Regions from separate parts of the Anas platyrhynchos genome. Here region 1 is linked to region 2. Evidence: chromatin contacts called from public Hi-C data. All regions are on one chromosome and are shown on one strand. Each heading gives the region's core, a stretch centred on a gene start, on an enhancer-like site or on the middle of the called end of the contact. The rest is flanking DNA. Distances are from core to core; before and after follow the strand shown.

Region 1 (4,313 bases), core at 1,223-3,722, 67 kb after region 2:
TTCCTCACAGGTGAAGTTGCACTTGCAGAAGTTTGCCAGTGTGTCTATCATGTGTGCTCCCCTTTGTGTCGCTTCTCAGTTGGACCTTTGCTCATGATCTGGAAAACACAACGACGTCAGTAGCTTTTGATGGCAACAAGGGGTTTTGTTGAAATAAAACCTCATCGTGTTACATCTGCCTGGCATGTATGTAAGATGCCTGTCTGCTGTGGCTCTGCTGAGAAATTCACCGGTTCCCTTGTTGCTTTGGGGAACCTGGGCATTGCAGAAGTCTGGCTTCCCACCTGCTCATACAGACTGTGCTCCTTTTTTGGTCCGTTTGCCTTCCAGCAGAGCCAGCCATAACCAGATTTCAGTACTAGTGTCTCACTTAGATTTTGCAGCCTCTTGTTTTCATGTTCCGTTGTTGACTGCTGTTTTCAGTCTCTCTAGCGCCACATATTGTGGCTTTGTCCTTGCATTTAATTTGCCACTGATGGCTGTAATAGAAGTTGGCACTAACAGATACGTCTTTGCCAGTAATTTGAGAACAGAGAGTGATTTGGACAAGCGATAGAGCTGTCTGTTTTTTGTTCCCTGCTGCTTCAGCTGAGCACTTTTTCTTGGTAAAGCAATGTCAACATGTATATTCTGTGGGAACAGCACATAGTAGTGTGTCATAGAACATTTTTGTTCATAGCGCTGGCACGGCAACCATGAAATCATGACAATGCCAAAACAAATAAAATTTACTACGAGGGCTTTCAAAATGATCAGTGTGGTATGACAATAAGAAAGCCACTGTGGTAGCAGAATGACAACTAGTCTGTTATTTAAAGGCAAAATTAAAATGCATGCAGCTTTTTAACTTCACTTATGTTGTGTATAATTTGAGTTGACACAAAGCAATACAGATAAAGGGTGTGGATATGGACATACATATGCACACGTGTATGTATATGCAAATCCTCACGTAGCGAGTGTCTCAACTGCAGTACTAGAGAATTTCTAATACAAGAACGTTCAGAGTTGATTTCTAACATTTTGACATGCAGGCTAAATCTTTCTGCTTCTGCTTAAAAGGCACTTTTACAGCAGAACTGGGGGGAAGCAGCGGTGTAGGTATGATAAGGTACAGATGACTTGTCAAGACAGCATCAGAACGCTTCACAGCTACAGTGGTATTAATAGAGCTTCAGGTAGGAAAGCAGTTGTTTGAACAAGAAAAGGCAGGTGATTTTGATGATATTTTCAGGCCTTACCTAAAATGATTTATCTGCTTTGTGCCTTTGCTTCCATTTTTGAAAAGTGAAGCCAGTTTTTAAGATGTTTTAAACTCTCTGGACAACTATCTTTCAACCTCCAGCTGCTCTCCCCAGAAATCCCTGCCTAGAAAGTTCTTTGGGTTGGTACTGACTGCTTATTCCAGCTCATGGAGATACTTGTGTAAGGCAGCACATGCAGGCAGTCACCAACAGCTCAGGATTTGGGGACCCAGTCTGAACTGTTCACTGCCAAATTACATCTTTTCTGAAAGCAGCTGCTGTAAGGGGACAGCTGGAGACTATGTACACATTCCATCTTAAAATCCCACTTCCTTGCAACAAAATACTTTTTTTCCTGGTTTTGTTAGAATAGGTCACAATTGAACTCAAAATGTAAAAATATCCGAGTGGAGTTGTGGCTGATGATTCGCTTTTTTAGCGTCTTAAAGTTCAGTATTCATCGGGCTGGTAAAGGAGGAATGGCCATGAAGCCATGCATTGCAGTAAATCAGGGGTAGCAGGAGGACAAAAGTGAATCCCCTCCCACTTAGACCTATACAAGGTTAAGTTTCCACCTGTTAACATCTAAGCACCGTGTGTGACCTACAAGGTCCCATGTTAGAGAAGCCTTTTTAAAGGGTGCAAAGAAATGACAGGAGGAACAATTAGAAGGCTGAGACACTGCGGCTTCTGAAATACCCATGGTGATGAGAGGGACTGGCAATTTGCAAGTTTTTATCACTTATTAAAATACTTGTGGGCTTTTCTTGCAATGGAGCAGGGAAGAAGGATGTGGCAGGCTGTTTTTGGGATTCTCCAATGTCATGCTTCTGCTCTTAGCACAGAAAGGCAGTCCAGTTCCTCTCTCTTCTCTTACATCCTGGAGGACTCCCACTAGAGCAAAACCACTGTTGTGTCTCCCTGGGGGCAGGGAGCAAGGAAAATGCTGCTCTTTCATGCAGCAGATGGGTCCCATCCTGCTTTAACTGGAGAGGAGTAACATAATAGCCTCCTTCCCAACAGAGAGGGACAGCAGTAAAGGGCTGTACACAACAGATGGAAAGTAAAAGGTTTGCTCGACTGTGGGAAAGAGTCAATAATGATCTGTACTTTGGCTTGAGGGAGGTTACGAGCTCAGGATGACCTTGATTTCCTAGGCTGTAGGAACCTCATTGTGCCTGTTGCTGAGCTCTTGATCTGCATGTACGGTAAACAACCCAGTGTTTGGGTAAACCCAAATAACTGGCGTGTATGAAGAAATAATAACTAGTCCAGGACATGAGCATTCTTCAGTAGTTGTTTTGGGCAAGCTTTCTAGAGAAAAGGTGCAGCACGTCTCCAGTGGCATTAATAGGGAAAGCACAAAGGTGCTCAGTGTTCTTCCACAGCCCTGAAATTTTTCCTCTGTAGCCTGTCAGTAAGGAGAGCCTGGCTGTCCACTCTGAGCCTTGCTCCAGTGGGCAAAAAGGACCAAATTGTGCCTGCTGGGTGAAGGATGCTGCAGCCTAGCTTGGAGTGCAGATTTGGCCTTTCGAAAGTTTTCTACTAGGTTCAGTGCTTGCTGAGAAGCAGAGGCAAAGAAATAGGGTATTTTGATACTGGAGCAAGGGAAGGGAGCGTGCAGTTCCTTTTTGTTTGTTTGTTTTTTAAGCTACCTTGTGGTCCTAGCTACTGCTGCATAAAGAAATGGTTGATTTAATACGTCAGCTACTGCCTGCGTACTGCTTGCTGGTTGTCACTGAAGCCAAATTACCTTTTTTACCCTGCTCCCCCTCTCCTTTCATACTGCTCTTACAGGCTTAATTAGAAGCATTGGCTGCAAAAGCATTAGTTGGGTAAATGGGTTTGCAAGGACGTGTGTGTTTGGCTCCTGAAAACAACAGAAAGCAAATGAGTATCCTTTTGTTTTGTGAGCTTTGGCTAAAAAGGAGCAAAGAAAATAAACTGTCTTTAGTTACGTAAGATGCCTTTCTACCACAATTCTTAGTTTGTGTTTCCCACAGGAACTGGGCACAATTATTGCAGGGTCTTGTTCTCACAGAACATGCACTACTGGGGTTAAGAGTATCAGAGAGGTTAAATGCTAACTTGACGTTCTGGAATTAATTCTTAATAAAGGGACTTTATGATGTGTTTTGCTACCTGTAAGCATTTGAATCACATATGTTTGCTAGTGAGAATATCGATATAAAGTATGTTCCTGTCCAGCTCTGAGTTGATTATCTGATGTAACATCTGGGGTTTGTGGTGGGATGGGGGTTGGTTAGGTTTCTGTTTTGTGACCAGATGCTAGTTGTAGCATGCATTAAGTAAGCCAATGCAAACTCTTCTGCAACTGGTGCTGTAGGTACTAAGCACTGTGCGTGTGACGTAATATGGCCTAAATGACCATAAATCACAGGGTATTTTCCCAAATTAAAGAGAAAGGCACGCCAGGAATTGGTGACTATGCTAACCAAGCTGGTCCCTTGATTGTCCAAGGGGTAGTAAAGCAAATGAGAAGAGCCTGTAAGTGTCAGACTGCAAGCCCTCCACTGGGAACAGAGGCCCCTCAGCCTTATAAACAAGTTCTGTAGAAAGAAGTGGCAGCACAGAGTATGCTGTGAGCAGCTTCTGCTCTGCCTTGTGAGAGGGTTAAAATAGGCTCTGCAGAGAAATGCTAAAGCCAGATGCATCAGAGGAGCTATAACTGCAAGGAATTCACAGCTCAATTCCCGTCTGAGGAAAGGGGAGTTGGCTGTTGATGGGATACAGGAAAGATTTGGTTGAATGTATACTCAGGGAAGAAACTGTGTTGGGTGTTTGCTGGGATGTATCTTAACTCCCCTTGCAACAATTATCATAAGATGAATACATTCTATATGAAAAGATGTTACACTGTTCCCACAAGTGTTCCCACAAGGAGAGTTTTCCTGCTATAATTTTGTCTTTTGTATTGATTAATAGGTTAAAAAAAAAAAGGCAAGGAGATAACAGCACAAAAATTAAGTGTGATGAACAAAAGGAGCTGCTGAGGAGAAGAGGCAGTTTAAACAGTGTATTGCTTAGGCATGAAAGTTGTGAAAAGAC
Region 2 (4,296 bases), core at 330-2,829:
GAAAAGAACACAATCTTCTTGTGCTGCTATAGTGCGTTCAACCAGTTAATGGAAGGATCTAAAAAATCGTATTAATGGAGGACATGCAGACACTGCACAAGGCAAGGCCTCTCACTTTTGGCAGCAGAAAGCCACGAGACAGCATCTTACTTCAAATGGGAGTTAAGCTCAGTTTCATACATACAAATTCACAGAAGCTGCTTCTTCACTGACAAGTAAGTAAATCTCTTACAAGATTAGCTTGCAGTGCTTACTGACTTCTGCAGGGATGCAGCTTACGCTCAAGGGCCATTAGGAGGCAACACCAATTTAACAGGTCTAGTGGGAGCATCCTACCCGTCTGGAAAGGCAACATAGCATTCGCTAGGAGAATGGCTCTCTTCTGTGCTTCTAATTAAAAACAGAGTGTCTAGTTTAAAATCTAATGAAATGTAAGGCTAGAAGAAAATAAAAAGGTATTACATTGCTCTTATTTTAAAGTTTTTGCTCTGATTCTTTAGTTGGACTACAGAACATACACAGTGCTGCTTTAAGGCTGCCATCAGTGAAAACCCTCAGTGACAGGGCAGCTACAGAGAAAAAAAGTTCAAGTATTTTTTTATCCAAATGTGGATTAGCAAAACGAGACCTCCACATAGCATCATATCAAAATCCTAAATAAACTGGGGGGAAAAAAATCGAAAAAGAAAACAACAAGAAGAAATGCCACCACAGGATCCTGCTTAAAGGCCGGTAAAGAAAACCACCACAAAGCCATCCAACGAAACCAGGCACTGAGGGGCTGAGAGAAAGTGAAGGGCGCCTGAGGTAACTGACAGGAGAGGGGCACCACAGCTTCAGTAGCCGTGTCTTAGAGGTGACAAAAATTATAGCGTGCTAAAATGATCCCTTTTTAAAACTCAAGAACTCAGAAATTGTATTCAGGACATCTTCAAAGACCTTTTTTTTTTTTTTTTTAAAGGAATGAACGCCCCCAAGTTTGAAATTTACCTACGAACGAACAAGCCCTACAAGCAAGCCGCGCGTGGGCAGGAGCAGATCGAGTTTTTAACCACCTTTACCTCAGAAGCGACTCTCAAAAACATCTAATTTTCCAACGAAGCCGTGATTTAAAACCAGCCTGCCTGAAGAAGTTCCCTCTCGCTTCCCCTCCCCTTCCCAGCGCTGCGGCTTCCCCGTGCTCGTCGCCCCCGGCCGCCTCCGTCCCCTCACGCCGGGGCCGGGGCAGAGGCAGGGGCAGCACCGCCGCCAACCGCCCGGGGGCCGCCGCCCCCCTCCTCGCCTCCCGGCACGCAACAGGCGGCCGTGAGGGGCCTCCCGGGCCGGCCCCAGCTCCACGGCCCCGCCGTGCGCGACCCCCCGGCAGCCGCCCCGCTCCCCTCGCGTCCCTGCTCCGGCCCCGGCCCCGGCCCCGCCGCACCTGGAGGGCGCCGCTCTCCCGCGGGCCCCGCCACCGGCTCCTCGCCGCCCCGCAGCCCGGCCCCGCTCGCTTCCGGCCCAGGCGCCGCCTTTCGCCGCCACCTCACGTCCGCCGCCCCGGGGCCGCAGCGCCGCGGCCCGCCCGCAGCGGGGGAGCCGCCGCCTGAGGGGCGGCCTCGCGCCGCGACCGGGCGCTGAGGGGAGCGCGGGCCGAGCCCGCCGCGGGGGCTCCTTTACCTCCGTGAGGAGGCGACAGCTCAGCAAACAGGGGGTTCAAGGGTGCACCCCCCCCCCCCCAGCACCCCGTCAAGGCATGAACTAGTGATTCTAGTTCAATGTGCTCCCACAATAAAAAGATTATGAAAAAAAATTGTATTTCGTACCTCAAAATACAAACGCTGGTTTGTTTCAGCTACATGGAACCTTTTCGCAAAGGTGCCAGTAATACTATGACTCACAGAAGAAATAGACACTTCAACCTTGAAACTTACCTTGCTGTCCCTGGTACTTGACAAGAAATCGATGCTTCCTTTTTAGCTGCACATAACCTCACTGAGCAACTAACACATATAGGAAACGCTATGATCGTTGCAATCACTCCAACTGTGAAAGCATAACGTCCATCGAGAGACCCAGGTGAATTGTGCATGTTTAAAACAGCTCTATTTCTTATTATTCAACCACATTCTGGGACGATCTATGGGAAAGTGAGGTGGCATGTTGGAATTGTGCAATAGAACTTCTGACTTCAAGAAAAATACCATGGGCATTCAACTGCACCACACAAGTCTCTGTTTGTTATTAATATCATTTAGACCTAAGATAAAATGCTTATTACCAATACCTTACATTGGTTATGCTACAGGACTATGTACTAATTTGTAAGTTTGCAGGTATGACATCCTATGCTCCTGCATAGGAAAACGTATAGAATATTGGAAAGTGTGACCCTAGTATAAGGCAAGAGCTTCTAGTTTTAAGTGTATCCACCTACAAGCAAGCTATCCTCCTGCAAGCAGCTATCTAGCAACTCCGTTAATAAAAGCATAAAAAAAAAAAAAGTCCAAGTGTTCTCTCTCTTAGTAATAGGAAAGCTCTAGAGTAGTGAGAAATACAAATTAAATGAGAAACTAAACTTACAGTTTAGGGCCTTCCCCCTGCCCACATTTAGAGCCACAATGGTGTAGCTAGATGCTTTTTAGTGCAGAGGCTCCTGTTCAGATAGAAGACAGGAAGCCCTAAATTAGAAATGTAAAAAGACTACATGAACATGTTAAGTATTCTGAGAACAAAAAAAGTCCCAAAATAACAACAGTAATGTAAAAATACATCATTCTTGGTAATTAATGTTTCTTGTTCAAGGCTTCTTCACTTCATTTCAGTGTACGCCAAGGGAAACAGTACTTCAGTGACATACCATTGCTTAGAGTATGTAGTATGCAGAAGGGCAGTTGCACAACGTGATTATGAGACAAGTTCAGTTATGGTATAACTCCCAAGCCCAGCTCCACAACAATGAAGTCCAGATCAATGACTAGCACATCTAGTTCTGTTGTGGAAACTGGTATTTTCCCCCTCTGTACATTAAGTTTTGAGATACTTAGTTTCTATCATAAAATGAATCATTGTGGCATATTGCACTGAACACACAATTTGCTAATGGTTTGTTTTCACTATACCAGTATTATTTCTGTGCATTAACATACTAGCAATATTAAATTGCACATTCAGGCAGTAAAGTGTTGTAATTTAGAATTGGCAAGTCTGTTTTTTTTTTTTGTTTTTGTTTTTTTTTTTTTCAACTTAATCTTGAAATAATTCTGTTCCTGTGTGTTGAAAGAAAAAACACTTAAAGGGAAGTTAGTTCAAGAACCTCTCAGCAGTATGCAGATTTGTATTCTACCCTGCAACCTCACACACAGACACTATATTGTTATCAATGCGGAGCAGTAACACTAATTTGAGTAATAGCTGACACCAAAATGTGATTTTTTTAAAGCAACAGCTTGCATTAGAAAAGAGGAAAACCTTGTTGAAGTACTTGCAAAAACCAGACAGTGTAGTGACCATTCCTTCTTCCTTCCATTACAGATGAAAGCCTCAACTTCTAAAATTTAAACTGGAATGTTAATTTTTTTAGTATGTTGCAACAGGGCATTTAATTTCATAGATGTCTTCCTCACAGAGATTCTTCCTTTGGTCTCCTTAGGAATGTTACATGCTTATGTCCAGTTCATAAATAGTAGTAGAAGATAAATATACAGCTTTAATGGAGGGCAAAAGAAAATAAGCTGAAGTTTCATGACTTGAACTTTCCCTGAAGAATCTCAACAAGCACATCAGGCAACCTGTCTCACAGTAGCATTAGAAAGCATCTGTTGTCTTTAGTCTGTTTAAATACCAATTATGACAGAGAATGATGCATTAGAACAAAAAGCACCCATGAAGTTCACCTCTTCTCTATGTATACTAAAAACAGAACATATTTTGAACTACTTTAGAATTTTGCATATTTTTTTGGTAAGTGCTGATCCAAAACTATGGGGAGAATGGGGAAGTTGCAGAAAAAAAAGGAAGATTGCAGCATGTAAGTGTGCGCGCTTCATGCAAACTTAAGCATAACATAAAGGGAACATCCAAGCATTAGACTTCAAGGTAAACAGCATTCTGCTGCAGGGATGAGAACGAACACACTGGGATCACATCTGTATTTGCAGGCTTCTAGTGACCCAAAGTGGCAAGTTTAAAAGAAACACCCCTAATTTGTGAACACTTCTTGATTCATTGGATTCAGAAAGCAAACATTAATTAAAATTGCATGCTGTACTGCACAAGACTCAAAAAAATGTCAGTCCTTAAATCAAATATATACATTTT

What was found. A called contact is a pair of places that touch in the nucleus more often than the background predicts.
Region 1: a contact with region 2 is called in a Hi-C map of subcutaneous adipose tissue, with 1.7 times the contacts expected there. The contact joins the enhancer-like site here to the promoter of PSEN1 in region 2. A contact is called at or near these places in 3 of 8 Hi-C or Micro-C datasets (liver, skeletal muscle and subcutaneous adipose tissue).

Annotation. Positions count from the first base shown.
Region 1 is chr5:35,401,424-35,405,736 of IASCAAS_PekinDuck_T2T, forward strand. No RefSeq gene overlaps it. Among named protein-coding and RNA genes, the nearest start is that of DCAF4, 15 kb to the right of the region's middle. Within about 2 kb of position 2,473, at least 3 of the 8 cell types and tissues checked have an H3K27ac peak or open chromatin away from gene starts, as enhancers often do.
Region 2 is chr5:35,335,316-35,339,611 of IASCAAS_PekinDuck_T2T, forward strand. PSEN1 (presenilin 1) reads right to left here and starts at 1,580. Exons shown (of 11, transcript XM_038179140.2): 1 at 1,421-1,580. It overlaps RBM25 (RNA binding motif protein 25), which reads right to left. Exons shown (of 20, transcript XM_072038814.1): 20 at 4,280-4,296.